Linked DNA regions of Zea mays: all the other regions are linked to region 2. The links are chromatin contacts, called in public Hi-C maps. All regions are on one chromosome and are shown on one strand. Each heading gives the region's core, a stretch centred on a gene start, on an enhancer-like site or on the middle of the called end of the contact. The rest is flanking DNA. Distances are from core to core; before and after follow the strand shown.

What was found. Hi-C and Micro-C count contacts between places; a contact is called where the count stands out from the background.
Region 1: a contact with region 2 is called in a Hi-C map of tassel, with 5 times the contacts expected there. The contact joins the promoter of LOC100279270 here to the promoter of LOC100381935 in region 2. A contact is called at or near these places in 7 of 25 Hi-C or Micro-C datasets (bundle sheath, ear, endosperm and 2 more).
Region 3: a contact with region 2 is called in a Hi-C map of leaf mesophyll, with 2.4 times the contacts expected there. The contact joins the promoter of LOC103641344 here to the promoter of LOC100381935 in region 2. A contact is called at or near these places in 11 of 25 Hi-C or Micro-C datasets (bundle sheath, ear, endosperm and 5 more) and 2 of 3 datasets of contacts at active chromatin or transcription factors (leaf and seedling).

What each region holds. Positions count from the first base shown.
Region 1 is chr10:86,891,698-86,894,397 of Zm-B73-REFERENCE-NAM-5.0, forward strand. LOC100279270 reads right to left here and starts at 1,381. Exons shown (of 20, transcript NM_001152291.1): 1 at 1,322-1,381; 2 at 976-1,162; 3 at 696-759; 4 at 484-573; 5 at 310-366; 6 at 160-208. The coding sequence starts at 1,136. LOC118473564 (a long non-coding RNA gene) reads left to right here and starts at 1,007. Exons shown (of 3, transcript XR_004853191.1): 1 at 1,007-1,184; 2 at 2,339-2,700.
Region 2 is chr10:87,036,669-87,039,368 of Zm-B73-REFERENCE-NAM-5.0, forward strand. It overlaps LOC100381935, which reads left to right and starts at 1,335. Exons shown (of 1, transcript NM_001174709.1): 1 at 1,335-2,559. The coding sequence starts at 1,849. The coding sequence ends at 2,193.
Region 3 is chr10:87,270,819-87,273,518 of Zm-B73-REFERENCE-NAM-5.0, forward strand. It overlaps LOC103641344 (shaggy-related protein kinase alpha-like), which reads right to left and starts at 1,325. Exons shown (of 13, transcript NM_001301432.1): 1 at 1,192-1,325; 2 at 297-494; 3 at 102-194; 4 at 1-7. The coding sequence starts at 413.

The DNA.
Region 1 (2,700 bases), core at 131-2,630, 140 kb before region 2:
ATGCCATGGAAAGGTATTGGCTCTGAATTTCTAATGCCTTACATTTGATTCCTTATTAAAAATAAAAGCGTATGTGTTCCAATATCTTTTTATTGTTTGATCTGAATCATTCTATGACGTGGGTGGTGGGCCTACGATTCAATGGTCTCCCACACTTACCTAAAGTATCGTACAGTGGGACACAGACTAGACTATAGCCATTGCAAGCCTGCAGAAATCATTTGTGGATTAACACAGTTTATCCAGAAAAAGATCTGACGGGGAGAGTTAAAAGCTTAAAATTCATACAAGTCACGGCTGGCAGTTTACCTGCATTGCCACTATCCACTGAGGACAGTTCGCTCCGTAGATCCCCACCCGGGAACCCTGGTACAGTACAGTACGAGAGCCAAACAAAGAAGCATCAGTTCGGTCTGATCCATCGCTGAAATGTTCTAGGACCTCTACGAAATACGAAGACGCGAGACCAGTTTATGCTCTTACTGGCTGCACTCCCAGCTTCTGCAACGCAGAGCCTGCTTGCAGCACCTCGTCGTAGATCTCCTTGTATGATTTCCACAAGTAGGGCCCTGGCTAGAAGGCGGAAACGTAGCGGTTTTTACCAGCCATACAGATGGAAATTGTAAAGCTAAGGAAGACCTGAACTGATGTAGAACACTACTCATGGTGCTGTCGTTTAACCCAAGTTTGCATACCACTCCATCTTTGAACGGACGCCATCCGAGCATCCGGTTGTCGGCATACTTGACTGCTGCTACCCTGCACAAGTGCATATAATATAAAATTATAAACACACCAACCATCACCAAGATTTTTCTGAGCACTGTATAGATAATCTACGTGTGTCTGATATTTTACAGATTCTGTAACTGAAAAATCCAAAGAGCAATAAAGAAAAACAGAGAGAGTAGCTAGACGTGCGAGCGAGTTCTTGGCTGTTGTTTCAGCCAGCCGCCGTGCGTGTCTTACTGTTACCTGAACACGTCCCATGATGTCTTCATGTCAGGCTCAAGCTGCGGGAACCCATCCTTGGCCAGAACGCTCCGGAACACCGGTCCGACCGCCAGCCGGCCGTCCTTCCCGGGCTTCCCGTCCTCCACTTTGATCGTGAAGGTGTTCTTCGGATTCGCCTCCATCTCTGATCAGCGTGGCTCCGGAGGCCCTGAACGTCCAGAACTGGAAAGGTTAGCTCGTCTTTGGTTCACTTCAGTTGCTCCATTGGTTGTAGCATATAAAGCCCCAAGCAAGAGGATCAATTTGAGCTACAGCTATTCGTACAGAGAGAGGGAGAGAGAGAGATAGAGAGAGAGAGAGAGATTACAGAGAAGGGAAGATGGAGGAGGCAGAGCTCTTGAGTCGAGTTGAGAATGAGCTCGCTCCGACGCCCTGGCGATGGGAGGGAGAAGAGAGGCCTCTTCCTTCCCTATATATGCGGTATGCCGAGGGCAAGGGTGCCATGGCGAAGAGAGGTTGTGTGCGGATGGAGGAGAAGTGTTGGCGGGGGCCCGGGCCCCACGCTAACCAACCGAGCGCCGCTGCTGAACTGGAACTTCTTAAGCCCATGTTTAGCGAGAGAGAGAGAGAGACTTCCAAGGATTAAGCTTAATTTGTGTGTGCGCTGAGCGCGTGAAGAATCGGCCTTTCTCACGGAGAGAGAGGTGCTACATGACGCGTCACCTCACCACGCGGGCAGAGGGAGGAAGAGGAGGAGGGTGAGGGTAGTTGGCCCGAGAATAACTGCTGCCCTGCGTCTCCCTTTCCCTTGCTACAGGATATCGGATATCGTTCGCTGCACCTTGCTGCGGCTTTTCAACTACGGCTGTCACTTATACAATATTTTATCTTTATAAATTACAGCTTCAGTAGCTACTGCTGTATTCCAGCCGAACGTGTTTCTGTTCTGCTAGCTCTCAAGGTTTACCGCCGTTGTTTGTAGATTGTTTGGGCCGTGGAATTTGGATCATACAGTGCCTGCTGGCCATGTATAGCTCTTAAGGTTTACAATATTTTAACTATTACCAAGTACCAAGAGCAACATGATTCGCTTTCTAGAATAATGCCTAATAACTAGTAATAGTAAATATATGTATATATATATAAAAAGAAGAAGCATGTATAGCCTGCCCCGGTTTCAGGGGAAACCGAAGGCGGCGAGATCAGAGCGCAGAAGCGTACAAAAATCCATTTTTTTAACAAAAAAAAAAGAGTAGCACGGACAGCATGACACGAGAGCTTTCTGAACGAGATCGAAAGTGACCCCATCCATCTTTTCTACAACAAAGGTTTTTCCAGACATGGCCGACAGAATTCTGAAACCCCAGGTTTTAATTACCGGCAGGCAAGCAGGAGGGGGGGTTCTTGCACGAAGACGATGGGTCGATGGCTGTCCAAGTCCAACAGGCTGAAGATCTGGCTGCTTCTGCTGATTGGTGCGCTCTCACAATCGACGTGCCTTTTCTGGTTGGAAGGTATGGTTACTGCATTGCATGGGCTTTTGTTGTTGGGTATTTCTGCTTTCTGTCTAGTTTGCTTGCTGCTACCTTTCTTTTTCTTATTAACGCGTGGTAGTACCGTTTGATAATCTTCATTTTTTATTGCTCTCGATCTGTATGGTTCATTTTTTTTATTTCGCGCCTTCCTATTTCATGGTCAAAGGATTTGTCACCACGACGGCCTATTAAATACTAGTGTCCTAATAAA
Region 2 (2,700 bases), core at 85-2,584:
TAGCTAGTGCAATCGAGGCATGCAGCTCCCTGAATCTTGCTGTTTTGTTTCTGAACTGCTTGCTGATCACATCGAGCTCGAGGGATTACAATGCTGAGAGGCACGAAAACGTAGCATATATATACTTGTCACTTGTGGGTGTTATTGGTTTATTTGTTTTCACAAGAATTATGGGTAGCTAGCCATGAATATATGTGAAGATGTAAAATGTTGCTTAACATGTATGACAGGTACGGCTGCGACGTGTCTGACTGACCATCGCTCCTGAATCCACACGGTGTCGTCTTGTTGAAGGCTGCATCTACATGCATGCTCTCCGCCCATACCCCAGGTCCCACCATCCCAGAGAGAGAGAGAGAGAGAGAGAGAGAGAGAGAGAGAGAGAGAGAGATAGAGAGAGAGATAGAGAAATGGACCATGATCAGTACCTTCTTCAGCATGGGCAGTCCGTGTTGGATCCGCATGAAGACGACGACGACGATGGCGCTTGCTTCAACTCTATCTACGTCTACGTACGTGTGCATGTCATCGTATTATATGGCTTCAGAGTTTGGAGCTAGCACTCCCAGTTCGACGGGCATTATGCTATACCAGCTCGATCTTGTGAGAGAGAACGTGTAGATCTGACGACTTCTGACGCCGTGCACTTCCATTAATCACTGATTTTAATTAAGAGCATTGCACATATCTTAATCAATGTAACTTAAACATCTCTCGCTCTTCATATAAACACTACACGCATATCAAATGCCGTCTTCAGCTACTATCTTTTATATTTATATATATACAGTTACTTAAATAATCTCTCTCTTTCTCTCATGCATGCACACAGACATACATGCTCTATCTAAGGTACTTTTTGGTTCACATAATTGTAACGCGATGGATAATCGATAACGTTAAACCATTTTTGTTTAAATACAACGTACTTAGATACCACACTATAAACGGATAGCGGCCTATTCAAATTTACTCGTGTTGTCACTTGAATTGAATCATTACCGTTGTTATTTACGTTACAGTTCACAAACTGTAACCAAATAGCACCTGTAAGTGTTTTTGTTACTGCCTACTGGAGTAACGTGAATTACGAACTCAATCAAGACAAAAGGAGAGGGGGGAAAAGGACAGAGATTCTCTCTTGATGGCCACCTCATGTGACAGTGTCAGTCTAAAAGGCTTTGGGACTTGGGAGAGCCACTGCCCACTTGTCCGTTAGTTGCTAAGTTCAAAGTGGCACTCCATACCAGCGCGCAGCATCATTCAGATATCCCACCACTACTCCTTGTTTCTAGTATAAATAAATGTGCATCCAAGTCACTGATGAGGAGCAACAAGCTGGAGTAGCTAGCAACTCGAGGGATGAAGACTAGATGATGATAGGCTTTCTCCTTCTGTGCCACTCATAAAACTGCTAGCTAGCTAGCACCTTGTTGCCAAGCAATGCAAGATCTCTCTGCTGAGATCGATCTGAATACCTAAAATATCTATCCGACCGGTCATCATCTCGATCTAAAGCAGGTGATCTTCATTTCCCATGCATGCTTGTTCCTTACCAAAACTTGTTTCTTCCAATTCTTTATCATATGGTAGTGCTTTCTACCTCTATCTTTCTCATGCATATTTAACTACTCTCCACATAGCTCTCAAAGCTATTGTGTTACTGTGAGTTCTCAAGCTAGCTAGCTAGCTTCTACGTACCTAGGGAGTAGGCACTCCTGGTCCTTATTACTTTCTCCTCAATATGATCCCTTACTCCTGACATGTGTATATATCTATCTCGTTGTTTGGGAACTAGTACTTTTCTTGCCTTTCTGCAGATTTCTGATCCCAAGCTTGTTGGCTAACATGGCGAATGATGATGACCCTGTGGACGGCGAAAACCCTAGATCTTTTACCGCATCAATGTACGCAAGCCTGTTGATTAGTATCATTCGATTAAGAGTGGAGAGACGGAGCAAAGAAATACTGTTCACACTCACACATACAATAATTGCTTTGAATTTAACATCGATCTTTATTATTTGTAGGATAACAAGATGGCAAAAACATTCGACGTGGTTTCAGCGCACGGCCATCAGCTCAAAATGGCGACCTTCCTCTTCTACGCAAACAAAACTATCATCAAAGCTTCGCACACAAGCTTGCAGGGGTCACAGTATCATCCTAGCCTATGAACCGGTGTTATCCTAATTGAGCTTTTCTTTTCGTCAAAACATCCTTGACCCCTCTTCCCTAGAGGTTGGCTCTTACCTCCGTTTTTCTGGTTTCTCGTGCCAGAATTAACGTTCTTGACCTTGTAAGGCCCTCCTTCTATGTCTACATCCTCCTCGCACCTGATGTTTCTTTCTTTCTTGTTACATGCGGGATCAGTCTCATCATTGCCATGTTTGCCAGACTCCCGCGTCTACCTACTTTCTGCTCCATTCTATCCCTCCTGAGCTAGTTGTTGATCCCATGTAATAATAACCATGTTTGGTTGATATAAAAAAATGTTAGTTTTGTTTGGTGGCGTTGAAATTATTTCTAATTTATAGTAAGAGTAGTTCAGTTTGTGTTATCTCCCTATGGATGCTATGCAATGCATGGACACACATATGCAAACGTTTGTTGCTCATTTATTTTTTATTAAATGTCCTCAAGTTTTTAGGAAGAGAGACGTATCATATACTAAACAATGACCTATGAACAAATTTTAGC
Region 3 (2,700 bases), core at 75-2,574, 230 kb after region 2:
TAATGGTCTGCGGTGCACATATATATACATCAGTAAATTGAAAGAAAGGGACCTTCAGTTCCCTACAATAACAGGACATATGTTTTTTTTGTTTAAAATACCTGCTTTGCCTGCCCATTTCTCCCATCAATGCTGGTCACTATGATATGACCAGGCTCCGCCCCATTGCCATTGACTACAATATCTTCAACGTCCTGCATTTTTTTTCAAACAAAAACCAAACCAAATACAAAGTGAGCACTGAGCACCCACCAGAAAGCAATAATTGATGAAACATTCGGGGGAGATGAGATTACCTTGTCGTCCCTTATGCTCATACTGCCCAACTCGTTGGGAAGACGATCTGGGTCACTGCTAGAACTTGTGCCATTCTGAAATCCCAAAGAAGAGCGTGCCACGCCCACCGAGGCCATGCTGCGACAGAGCTATATAGAATTTGCAGCACAAACTGCTGTCCAAGGGGCCTCCCTAAAGGTGTGATGCACTTGATCCACCTGTAAAGAGCAAGATTACGGGAGGTGAAAAAAAAAAACACATGATCGGGATGTTAGAAATCAGCGGTTGAATGAAATGTTTGTTGAAAAGGCACATTCACTTGCAGTTGCAGGCATGTTTGTATTGCTAGATAGGCTTGGGAGACTTGACAAGGAAAGGCCAACCCCTTCCAAATCGGGAAGTCTCCTGCCCCTAGCATGATCGATTGGAAACTCTGTTGGTCCGAGAGCAATTCAGCTCTGATCATAAATGGAGAAGATTATCCTAGCAGAGTGATTAACATCTAGCAGACGTACTAGCACATAACTAAATCACGAAAAAAAAGGAGGAAGACCGTTCTCGATGCATCTCGCCAAATTCGCGCCAAAGCTGACACTTTTCCCCACCAATCCATCTCACGCGGGTGGAAAACCGACACGAGCAAGAACGGACCTTGGAAGCCAAAACTACCGCCGTTCGGGAAAAAATCACAAACAAAATCAATCCCAGAAGAGGACGCCTTTCGCGCCTGCTCGTCCCGAATCGAGCGAACCAGAGACGCCCGAAACGGCGAAAAAAAGCGCGCGCCTACCCGGCCCACCACGCCAGCGCCCCTCGATCTCACGGATCGCCAGGGCTACGGAAGACGCCGCTGCGGAATCAAACGCCCGACCGGATCCACGGAGAGGCGCACAGCGCGAGCACGGAGAGGATTACCGGATCGTGTCGGCGCCGGGTCCGCGTCGGCGTCGGCGCCGGAAAGCTTGTCCCCTCTCCCTCCTCCAACTCCGGCGCGGGGAGGGAGGATTGAAGAAGAAGAAGAGAGAGAGAGAGGGGGGGTGGTGGCGGAAATGGAGAGGGAGGAAGGAGGGACGCGACGCGACGCCGGAGAGAGAAGGAAGACACGTTAATAACGCACAAGAAAATCGCCGGACAGCAATAAATCCATTATTTTAATTGATTGGTTCATTATTTATTAATTAGAGCGGGAAAAAAGATGGAGTTTTTTTTACTGATAGATTATTATCTTGTCTGTTTGACCGTTGAAAGTTTCGTTCCAGCGGCGCCAGCGCTTCTCCATTTGTTCCGGTGTGCCTCTTTTCTTCCTTTTCCCCCCTCTCTCTTTTAATTATAATAAAGCGCTGCTAACTCGTAGTATTAGTTATTGTTAACCTGGTTTAATAAAAATTGTCTATTTTAACCACATGTAACAACTAACAAGCTGCATGGTGGAGTAGTAGGGGAGTGATACAAATATGGCCTATACAAATATATGGCCTCTTTTTAATAATTAGTGTGAACTGAATCTAGCGCAAAACCATATGTTCCGTTCCGATCTTGTAGAACAAGGTAAACGACTCACAAACTCAATGCGATGAGACGATATGCATGGATGTATTCCTAATTAAACTTCTCTGTGGGGACACATTTATTATGTTAATTTGAAGAGCAAGGAAATGATTTGGGTGGGGTCCGGCACAGGCTGTCATGGTCGGCCGGGGCCGGGGCATGGGCATGGGCAACTCTGCTGAGATCCCCTTCCACTCCTCTTCTCTTCCTGCACGCCATAGCCAGCAGCTCACCAGCTTAAAGACAACAAAAACAAAACAGTTCCATTATTAGATGCGAGTACGTACTAATGCAGAGAGGAAATTTTGTTTTTTTTAAAAAAAAAGCATTCCATTGTAGCTTAGGTAGTGTTTGGTTACTAGGGACTAATTTTTAGTCCCTCCGTTTTATTCCACTTTAGTCTATAGATTTCAAAATATGGAAACTATAACTCTATTTTAGTTTCCATATTTGACAATTTAGTGACTAAAGTGGAATAAATTGGAGGGACTAAAAATTAGTCTCTAAAACCAAACACCCCCTTAGTAATGGTAGTAGTAGCTATCAAATACTGCCTGTATATAAATATATAGACGTAGATACAGTAGCTGCCTCTAGCTTGGCCGGCCACCAGACACGCATCACTAATAATCATCATCAGAAGAAGAAGAAAAAATCTTTGAAACAGCCTTTTGGCTCTTGCTTTCCCGGCCCTTTTAATTGCGACTAGTTTAATTACTGGGCGTTGCAATCTTATACTACTAAATGTTCTTGTCTTCTCTTTCTGTTGTAAAGCAGCTATCCCTGCGAGTGCCTCTACTCATTGATGCCTGTCGATCATGGCTGTCGAGGACAAAAAAATAATAGTAAAGGTTTGGATATTGTAGTCGTCCTGCG